Regions from separate parts of the Sus scrofa genome. Here region 2 is linked to region 1. The links are chromatin contacts, called in public Hi-C maps. All regions are on one chromosome and are shown on one strand. The core of a region is the stretch at or near the end of the contact, and the rest is flanking DNA. Distances in the headings are between cores, read along the strand shown. Region 1 overlaps SYN2 (synapsin-2). Region 2 has its middle 83 kb from the start of PPARG.

Region 1 (5,264 bases), core at 1,740-4,239:
CTCTTCCCATTGCTTACAAGATGACATCTACATTCTTCAGGCTGACAGCAGAAACTTGTTCCAGCATGGACAGACTGGCCCTTCTAGCCTCTTGCCTTCATGTTCTAAACAAATCTGCTCCTTCCAGGCCTGACCCTTCACTGGTATTCTCTAGTCTAGGCCACTCCAATGTTTATGCTAGTTCTCCAGAAATACCTTTTTCTCCTTGTCTACCAATCCACTCCAACATATCCTGGAAGTTAAGTCAAATTCTACCCCTTCCATGAAATCTCTCCTCGTACTGTGCCTTTCGACTGTCATCTCCTCCCTGAAATCCGATGGTAGCACTTACTAGACTTGTACGTCTGAAGGGGGCATTTGCAGTGCTGTCTTGTTATCTTGAAGACTGGGATGATGTGCCTAAGGAGACTGCCAGGTCCTAAAGGACATGGACTATGTGTCTTCATCTTCTCATGAATTCCCTAACCAGTGCCCATTTTTTTCAAAGAGAAATTTGGATATATGGCCCAATATGGGAACTTTTTATGAAAAAGGTAAGAGTTGGAGTTCCCGTCGTGGCGCAGTGGTTAATGAATCCGACTAGGAACCATGAGGTTGTGGGTTCGGTCCCTGCCCTTGCTCAGTGGGTTGACAATCCGGCGTTGCCGTGAGCTGTGGTGTAGGTCGCAGATGCGGCTCGGATCCAGCATTGCTGTGGCTCTGGTGTAGGCTGGTGGCTGCAGCTCCAATTCGACCCCTAGCCTGGGAACCTCCATATGCCACGGGAGCGGCCCAAGCTAATAGCAGAAAGACAAAATAAAATAAAATAAAATAAAATAAAATAAAATAAAATAAAAAGGTAAGAGTTAAAATTGGGAATGTTTTGGAAAATTTAAGACTATCATCATTTTACCAATGTCATCAAGCACCGGACTGAGCATATAAGAGGTCCTTTATAAATACTTATTAGATAAATGACCATATAACAACAATGAAAACCAAAACAGAGTAGAGTATAAATCTTTTAAGAGAAGAATGTTAAACCATAAATGTTAAACTACATTGTATTTGGTGTCAACTCTGGTGAGCATCTCTGAAAATCCTTGGGTTAGAGAATTAAACATGAGGCCTGCTACAAGTGCCTATATATTAGGCACAGAAGGTAAAGTCAAAATAAGCCTCAAAGAAGCAGAAATTGTTTCCATCAAGACTGCAGAACCCAGCCAAGTTAGGGACACTTCAGGCCTAAGGGTCCTTCCCGTTGTGAGTTCTTTCTCTTGGCCCAGCTGCCAATTGGAAGAGAAGTCTGTAGGGTACAGTGTTTGGGTAATGGGCACAGAGGATACCAGGGCTGCCTTTTTACCTGAGCAGGGCATCAACCCCACCCCCAAACAAACACATGCACACTGATATTGGGGCTCCAACTGAAAGTTTTTAAGATTAGGCAGCAGAGGGGCTGAGGAATTTGAGCTTTGGGGTTAAATCTAAATCTCCCACTTACTAGCTTTGTGACCTTGGGCAAGTTACTTTTCCTCCTGCACCTGCCTTTCCTCAAAAGGTTTCTGTGATATAAAGTGAGATTATCAGAGTTCCCATCATGGCTCAGCGGTAATGAATCCACCTAGGATCCATGAGGATGTGGGTTCAATCCCTGGCCTTGCTCAGTGGGTTAAGGATCCAGTGTTGCCATGAGCTCTGGTGTAGGTCGCAGACGCAGCTCGGATCTGGTGTTGCTGTGGCTGTGGCTGGCGGCTATAGCTCCAATTGGACCCCCAGCCAGGGAGCTTCCATATGCCACGGGTGTGGCCCTGAAAAGCAATAAAATAAAATAAAGTAAAATAAAATAAAAGTGAGATTATCTATCGAGATATCTATAAGCACCTGTCCCAAGTAGGTGCTACATAAGATACAACAGGAGATGGTAATGGTGACACTGATAAGCCTTTTCCTCTGAAGCTTTATTGTTTTTTAGGTCTCATTCCCGTGATGGATCACCTCCTTCAGTGTGCTCCTATTCCTGGGCTTCAGGGAACTTCATTCAGCTGTGATGGTACAGCCTCCTCTGGGCTCCCTGACAAGCCAGCAGTGTCATGCCACTGCCTGAGAGGGACACTCAGATGAATGATAGGAAAATCATACAGTTTGTGGAGCCACTAGACTGGCTCCCTCCCCCAGGACCTCACCTTGTACCACTGACAGCTGTCTATGACTCGCCTCAGTCACTGATCAAGAACAACTTAAGATGTTCTCCCCCCAGAGAAGACATATTTTCAGAGACAATTATGGAGCCAAGACAGCACCAGGGCAGAACCAGGGCCAAGAGGGAAAAGCTCCTAAAGGTAGGCTTTCACTTACAGGAAGCACTTCCTGTAGTAAAAGGAGTGGAAGAGGCTGTCTTAGGAGGTGGGTGTGTTCAGGCAGAGGCCAGAGAATTACCTGATAAAGACACTGTAGAGACTATACCTTTATTAAATATGAGACAGATTAGATGAACATATGGTTTCTTCCAACTTTGAAAGCTTATGATTCCAGGAAAAACTCCAAAAATCCCACAGATTAAGTTCTGATGGTAAAACTCACAGCATGAGCTGAGAGGGGTAACCATACCATGAAGCCTCGCCCTGGCTTCCCTTAGCCTCGGAAATAAATAAATGAGACACCCAAGGATGAACTACGTCCCAGAGCTCCCTTCCAAAGCTTTAAGGAACGAGCTTCCAGAAGCTGTCCTCCAGGCTGGAGCCTGGGAATGCGCCTTGGCCACCCTTGTCTGGCGCCTAGGGAGCTTCTCCTGTCCCCGGCTCCACTCTTCACTGAAGTTGTGGACGGAAGATCTCCCAGGGGTTATGGGAGGCGGGAGGAGAGTCCCCCAGGACTGTCCCTTGCCAGGCTGAGACTCTCTGGTCCCGCCTACAAGCCTTCCGTCTGCTGGGGCTGAGGGCCTATTCCCTGTGGGGTTTGGCTACCATGGAATCTGTCTCCAGTCACCAAGAGCCGCCTGGGATGCTGAATTCCACAGAAGTCTGGCCACTCTGGCGTCACTGCCAAAGTCTGGCCTGTAGCCAGCCCACAGCAGGAACTCAGGGCCAGACTGAGCTGCAGCATTTCCCTCAGGAAGCTGGGTTGACTCAAACAGGTAAGAATGTGAGGTCCAATGCTTGTGCCCAGCTGCACACAAAAAAGAGGAATGAATGGGCTTACAAAAGCATAAGGAAAAACCCGCAAACAATCCTGGGCTTCGGGAAAGACAAGCTCAGTGTTAGTTTGTAATGCTGCCGCCAAAAATGTGATGCAGCTGGTGGTGCATCAGTGTCCCAATAGGGGGAGGTCACAGGTCCATTGCTCTTTGGCTGATAAGCCTCATGAGACAGCAATGAGACAGAACACCGGTTCTGGGCACTTTTTTTTTTTTTCTTTTAGGGCCACACCCTTGGCATATGGAGGTTCCCAGGCTAGGAGTCAAATCAGAGCTGTAGCTGCCGGCCTACACCACAGCCATAGCAATGCCAGATCTGCAGCAACATTGGATCCTCAACCCACTGAGCGAGGCCAGGGATCAAGCCTGTGTCCTCATGGACCCTAGTCAGCTTTGTTTCTGCTGTGCCATGACGGGAACTCCTCAGGCACTTCTTTTAAGGTGGACACCAGTGGAATAAAATAGGTACATGGAGCAGATAGGATGGTGAGAAATATGAAATGACATCTTTCCTCATGTGACTTTGGGCAACTAACTTAATCTCTGAGTCTCAGTTTCTCAAAAAGGGCTATCTAAGAATTAAATGAGGTAACTGTGGAAGTCCCCAGGACTGAGTAGAAGATCATTAGTCAAATGTAAATTTGATCAAGGTCAAGGGCTGGCATGGGTAATAGTGAACCTCCTGGCATTAGTGTTTAAGCAGGGCCTGGACATGCAGTTGATGCCATGCAGGGGCTCATGCAGTTGAAGGCAGGTGACTTCTAAGGCTCTTCTGGCTCTGGGCTTCCATTAAGTCCTTCATGCTCTTTTTGGTCCTATATGTGACTGAGGTAGGAGACAAGATTCCCTTAGCTGGAGTCTTGAGCCCACCAAGAATCCAGGGGTATCAGGCCCGAGCAGAGGTATCCTGCAGGTGCAGGCTTTAAGGCGCTTGCAAGGAGAGTGTACTGCTGCTCCCCATCCAAGCAGACCGGACTTGGGTCCCGCATTCTGAGACCATGGGCGTTAGTGACCAGGGAAGCCAGGGAAGGGAGAGCAGGAGAGAGTTAGTGAAGCTACCCATGCCTCCAGGTTGGGAGGTTCAGGATGGGCTTAAAGGAGGGGGAGAGGGAGTGTTTCCTCCACACAGGGTCACAAGGGCTGGCTCTCTCCATTCTTACCATCCTTACACTCTGATGAAGCATCAAAAGGGCACAGTGCAGGGTACTGTAGAGCATTCCTGGAACTGGGGACCAAAAGATCTAGCTCTCCTAGAAGCTGTGGGACCCTGGACAAATTATTTGCATTCTCTTTGATGATATGTAAAACAGAGATAGAAACACCAGCTCAAACCATCTCAGGTTGTGAGGCTCAAATAATCACTGTGCTTTGTAAACCAGGCATCATTACTTTTATTTAAATAATAATAAATACCAATCCAAAGGAATTAAGCTTTAATGTTAGGATTTTGTGCATCAATGGAGAAGATATTGTGGAGTGGTTTCTGTTGCCTGGTGCACAGCAGTTCAGGGTGGGAAGGGGAGGGTGTGGATTCTGGGTTAGGCTATGCCATGCCCTCTGTATATCACTGACTTGTTCCAGCAAGGTCCCTGAAGATGCAGAAAAGTCATTTCAAAAACAGTGAATGTTAGCTCTTGAGCTGATTAGAAAGGAAATCACTGGTCTGGGAGAGAAACCAAGCCCATGGATGAAGGTTTGTGGGTTTCTCCCAAAGGCACCTTTAATATGCCATCCCATGGCTTTCAGCAGACAGGATGGGAGAGAGGAGCTCCTCTCTGAGGTCCCAGCAGGATGGAAAGTTGAGGAAGGAAAGACATCCAGTGACTCAACTCCTGAGAGCTGCTGGCCTGAGTCCAGCTGCCCCCACCACAGAGGAAAGCCAGTGCTTGCTCAGCATATCTGAGACAGGAAATTGGGAAAGGGTCTCAGGGTCTGGCCCCAGGAAAGAGGCCAGGCCAGGCTACTTGCCGGACACGCCACAGAGCTATTCTGATCAGCTCCCCAGGCCCTGCTCCCCCGGTTCAGGACCCCAGGGGGAATGAGGCAGCGGGAAGGAATGTGGTCGGGAGGCTGTAGGTTCAGTCAGAGCAAA
Region 2 (5,264 bases), core at 1,191-3,690, 72 kb before region 1:
AAACATTGCATATTTGAGGATTGGTTTACCTAAACAGATGCTCTTGGTGAGGATAAATTTAACTTCAGTAGAATTTTTTTAAGAAAAATAACATTTATAGACTGGCAATTCTAAATGAGTGATCTTTTTCATAGGAAAATGTGAAGCAATGTGTGTGGAAAACTGCAAAGTCTGGAGTTACAGGCAGATGAAGCAAGGGACATTGGGTAGTAAAAAAAAAAAGAAGAATGAAATGTTGGCTAAATATTTTTTTTTGGACAAAAGTAATTAATACATGGAACAAACTATTACCACAACTCTTGAGGATGAACTACTACAACTTTTAAAAAATAATCAGAAGTTGTAAAAGAATTCTAAGAGAGGAGAGGAATTGAAAGAAAAGTTTGAGTATGTGACTGGACATGTGACTTTGTCATATTTTTATTATCTTTGCCAAAAACCTCAGACTAATGAAGGAAGAAGATTGAGGAGAAGACAAGCTAAAAGCGAACTCTCTTGATAAGATCTTCTGCTTGGATTTTACTTTTTTCTTTTTTTAAAAAAGTATATTAAAAAAAGTATATTTCATGATAGAAAGCTCTCTCAAGTAGTAGTAGAAATATAAAATTATATTTTATAATTAAAATTGAAAAGAAAACGAGGTATGTGAAACTCTTCTCAGGCATAGCTAGAAGAGAGACCAAAAATAAATCTCCACCTTTGCATTTTAAAGTTCAATAGAACTGTTATAGTCATTAAAATCTGATGCTTATACTGCTCTAAATTTTGCAGTCCTTTTTGCCATAATCTTGACAAATTCTTAAGGAACCTAAATTGCAAAAACCATTTCCAACCTAGTAAAATGATCTGTACTTTCTTCATTGATTTTTTTTTTTTTTTTTTTTTTTGTCTTTTTAGGGCGGCACCAATGGCATATGGAAGTTCCCAGGCTAGGAGTTAGAGCAGAGCTGTAGCTGCTGACCTGTGCTACAGCCACAGCAACGCCAGATCTGAGCGGCATCTGTGACCTATACCACAGCTCATGGCAACACTAGATCCTTAACCCACTGAGCAAGGCCAGAGATCAAACCTGCATCCTCATGGATGCTACTCAGGTTCGTTTCCATTGAGCCACTACCGGAATTTCCATTGATCCTATTTATTAAATCTTCTGTCAGATTTTGAAACTGCTCTTAAATTTGTTCTCTTCCATTTAAAAGTTTGATAATGCAATTTATTGTTTTATATATGTATATGTGTATGTGTGTGTGTGTGTGTGTGTGTGTGTGTGTGTTTGCCAAGAATTGTGCTAGGTACTGGAGACACCATACTGGACAGGTCAGAAACATTTCCCATTCTCACTGTACACTCAGTTCTTTCCCAAAAAAACTCTGTAAATGTTCTAATGATCTCCATAGGGGTATCAAAAAATAATCTCCTTTCCAATTTGGAAAACGAGAACATAAGCCATTATTTGCTTCTTAGTAATTTTCTGCATGTCAGTCATCCCATTTTGGAACTCCTCAATCTCAGAGCAAACCCCTCTACTAGTGTATGACTTTTCCCATGTGACTCTTTAAATAAATGCTAAAGTTTTCCCATAATTAATTAATCTCAGAAATCAAAATGAAACATGTCACCAGGGTCTTTTTAAGGCCAAGAAATTTTTTGGCTATTGTCCAGCCTTCTTTCTAAATTAAACGATCCCAAAGACTACTCTTACCATCCTTGCTTCTTGATATTAGGCATTTTCTCTTCAGAGAATCTGGGCTCATATAAGAAACAATTTTGTCGCCCTTAGTAGCAAAATACTATTATATCATTTTTCATTCTTTGAATGATCCAAACTATAGCAGCTCAAGATCTTTTCTCAAAGTCCGACTCTTTGGGCCTGGTAAAAATGTACAACTAAATTTTTATGATTTATAGGTGGATTACTTGAATTATAGTTTATCATTGGTGACTCAGCTCTTTCTTACCTCTGCCACCTGAGCCAGGTTCAAGGATGCTGAAAGGAAGCTGAAATGAGTCAGGGTCAGCCTCGTTGAGTGAAATCACAGGGTGTGTGTGTGTGTGTGTGTTTATGTATGTAGGTGTGTGGCACAGAGAGAAAGACAAAGACAGATTAAATTCCCAAGTCAACTCAAGACTGTCCATTTAAAAACAAAGTCTCTCTTTTGCTGAGGTGGATGAAATCATTACAGAGAACTAAAGAGAAAGCTGGGTATCTTTTCTTCCTCCCTCCTTCTATTTCTCCCTCGCCAGGAAGAATTCTTCCTTCCTTCTCCCTTTTTGCTCTCCTTCCCCACCTTCCTCCCTTTCTTCCTGCCTTCCCTCACAATAGTGTCATCTCAGCTGAAAGCGCAGGATTCTTTGGCAGCAGGGAGGTAGGACACCTCCTTATCCACCCCTCAGTTTCGTTGCATCTGGCCCTTAGGGAGACGCTGACTGGGCTGTTGGGACCAGTGCACCCAAGCAGCCCTGCTGTGCTACCGGCTATTCCAGGAAGACAGTGGCCTCTGAACAGCGCTGTGCCTCCACTACCTCGCATCTCAGAGCCCAGAGCCTGGCTTCCTGTATTTCCTTCTCCCTCCACTTTCCGATCCCTCCTCTGCCTTTCACATTTGTCTTTATCTATCTGCCTGCCTCCCTCTGTCTCCTTTTTTGCTCTTCTCCCTGTTTCCTTCTCATTCATTCACATTTTCTCCATTTTTCTTGCAAAAACTTCTAAATTATTGTTTAAGCCAGTTTCTTTCTTTCTTTTTTTTTTTTTTTTTGTCTTTTGTCTTTTGTTGTTGTTGCTATTTCTTGGGCCGCTCCCGCGGCATATGGAGATTCCCAGGCTAGGGGTTGAATCGGAGCTGTGGCCACCGGCCTACGCCAGAGCCACAGAAACGCGGGATCCGAGCCGCGTCTGCAACCTACACCACAGCTCACAGCAACGCCGGATCGTTAACCCACTGAGCAAGGGCAGGGACCGTTCCCACTGAGCAAGGGCAGGGACCGAACCCGCAACCTCATGGTTCCTAGTCGGATTCGTTAACCACTGTGCCACGACAGGAACTCCTCTTTCTTGAATTAAGATGAGAAGCTGGTGATTTGATAAATTTAAATTTTTCAAAGGTATAATTGTTGTTAGTTTTTGTTTCCATGTGTCAGTGATCTTTGATAGAAAGAAATCATTCTTACTACCGCTTACAGCATTATCACTTAGGAAATATGTGAGCTATTCAGAGGGGGTCCTGTTAAGTTTTTCTAAATTTATTAGGATAATTTTAGAAAGAAACTATCGTAAACATTGAAAAGCAATGTTTTCATTGCTTGGTCTCCCTTGGGGAGGGGGACCAGAGGTAGCAAATAAAAATACAAGATACCAGTTAAATTTCAGATAAACAGCAAATAATCGTTTCATTTAAGTTATGTCCTGTGCAATATTTGAGATAGATACATACTAAAAAAGTATTTGTTGTTTATCAGAAATTTAACTGGGCATTCAGTATTTTATAATTGACCTTTTATGTATGTATGTAATATTTGTAAGCTGGGTGTTTTTAATTTGAGAATTAATTGTATTTGGAGTTCCTTGCTGCGTCTATATTTAGAGTTCCTTGGTGCAATGTCCCACTGAGATTTTACTGCTCCTCTGGATGGCCTTCCCTTTGAATAAAGATATGTGACAGTGAAAACATTATAATTAAAATTAATTCATCTTTCTATTTACTTCTTCCAGCATGAGGTTCTATGGGAGTGAACAGTACATTTCTCATTTATCTGTCCCCCACTAATGCTGAATTCAAAACAAGGTCTTGACTTTATATTCCCCTCCCCCCCCAGAAAAAAGATGTGTGTATTTTCTTCCTTCCAATTCCATCTAAAATGTATATGGTTTAAGGACAAAAATGTACCTACATATTCAGTTTTTGATCACCTCCCTCTGAAACAGGCATGCATTTATTTGATAAACATTGTAAAAGGGCAGCATTTCTGAGCCCCTTATAAAAGTCAGCCTTATAAGTTGCACTAGATAGATTTTTTTCTTAATCTCTCATTTAAAAATAAAATATCTGACTGGGTCACCTTGCCGTACAGCAGAAATTGGTACAACACTGTAAAATCAACTATACTTTAATGAAAATACAACAATAAAATAAAATACCTGAAAGAAAGTATAACTACACTAATCGTAATAGCTAACATTTATTGACCACTTCCTATTTGTCAGGCGCTGTTGAAACATTACATACAAAATGGCTTAAATCAATGATCACAACATTGTAAATCAATCATACTTCAACAAAACTTTTTTAAAAGACGGTGGAAAAAAGGCTTAAATCATTTAAATCCCCCAAACCCATAAGGTGAAAACTATGATTAGCCTCACTTTAGAGAAGAGGAAACTGAGGCTAGGGGAAGTTAGGTAACCTTCCATTTCCTCTGATATTAACATTATACGTTAGCATGGTACCTCTGACACAACGAATGGACTAATATTGATATATATAACTATTTAAGTCCATGCTTTATTCATAACCTCTTAGTTTTTACCTAATGTCCCTTTTTTTTGTTCCAGGATCCCATCAGTACATTGTCTTACATTTAGTTGTAATGCCTCCTCTGGTTCCTCTTGGCTGTGACTGTTCTCAGACTTTGCTTGTTTTTGATGACCTTGACAGTTTTGAGGAGTCCTGGTCAGGTATTCTGTGGAATGTCCCTCAACTGGGATTTGTTTGATGTTTTTCTGGGGTTTAGACGAGGGTTATCGATTTGGGGAGGAAGGCCAGAGAGTTTTAGCCATCGCCATTCTCAATGTATTCTATCCACCTTGATCACCCTGCTGAGGTGGTGTTTGTCAGGTTTCCCCATGAGAAGTGACTCTTTTTCCCCCTCTTTCTGTACTGCCTTCTTTGGAAGGAAGTCACAATTCCCAGCCCACACTTAAGGGGTGGAGAGTTATAACTTAGCTATTATTCTGATAACAGCTTTATTGAGACATAACTCATACAGCATACAATTCATCTGTTTAAAGGGTCCAAGTCAGGAGTTCTTGGTATATTCAGAGTTGTGAAAACATCACCACAATCAACCTTCAAACATTTTCATCACCCCAAAAAGAAACGCCATACCCATCAATGGTCATTCCCCTCTTCACACATCCTCCCTCCCCAACCCATGGCAACCTAATCTACCTCCTGTCTCTATGGATTTGCCTGTTCTGGACATTTCATATAAATGGAATCATGGTGTTTCGTGACTGTCTTCCTTCAGCGAGCATGATGTTTTTGAGC

What was found. Hi-C and Micro-C count contacts between places; a contact is called where the count stands out from the background.
Region 2: a contact with region 1 is called in a Hi-C map of retroperitoneal adipose tissue, with 1.8 times the contacts expected there. The contact joins two enhancer-like sites. A contact is called at or near these places in 2 of 47 Hi-C or Micro-C datasets (retroperitoneal adipose tissue and subcutaneous adipose tissue) and 2 of 2 datasets of contacts at active chromatin or transcription factors (alveolar macrophages and skeletal muscle).

Annotation. Positions count from the first base shown.
Region 1 is chr13:68,206,541-68,211,804 of Sscrofa11.1, reverse strand. The region is part of intron 11 of SYN2 (synapsin-2); the gene reads right to left. Among named protein-coding and RNA genes, the nearest start is that of TIMP4, 18 kb to the right of the region's middle. Within about 2 kb of position 2,989, at least 16 of the 83 cell types and tissues checked have an H3K27ac peak or open chromatin away from gene starts, as enhancers often do. A contact at or near this core is called in retroperitoneal adipose tissue, where this site is marked.
Region 2 is chr13:68,277,952-68,283,215 of Sscrofa11.1, reverse strand. No RefSeq gene overlaps it. Among named protein-coding and RNA genes, the nearest start is that of PPARG, 83 kb to the left of the region's middle. Within about 2 kb of position 2,440, at least 1 of the 83 cell types and tissues checked has an H3K27ac peak or open chromatin away from gene starts, as enhancers often do. A contact at or near this core is called in retroperitoneal adipose tissue, where this site is marked.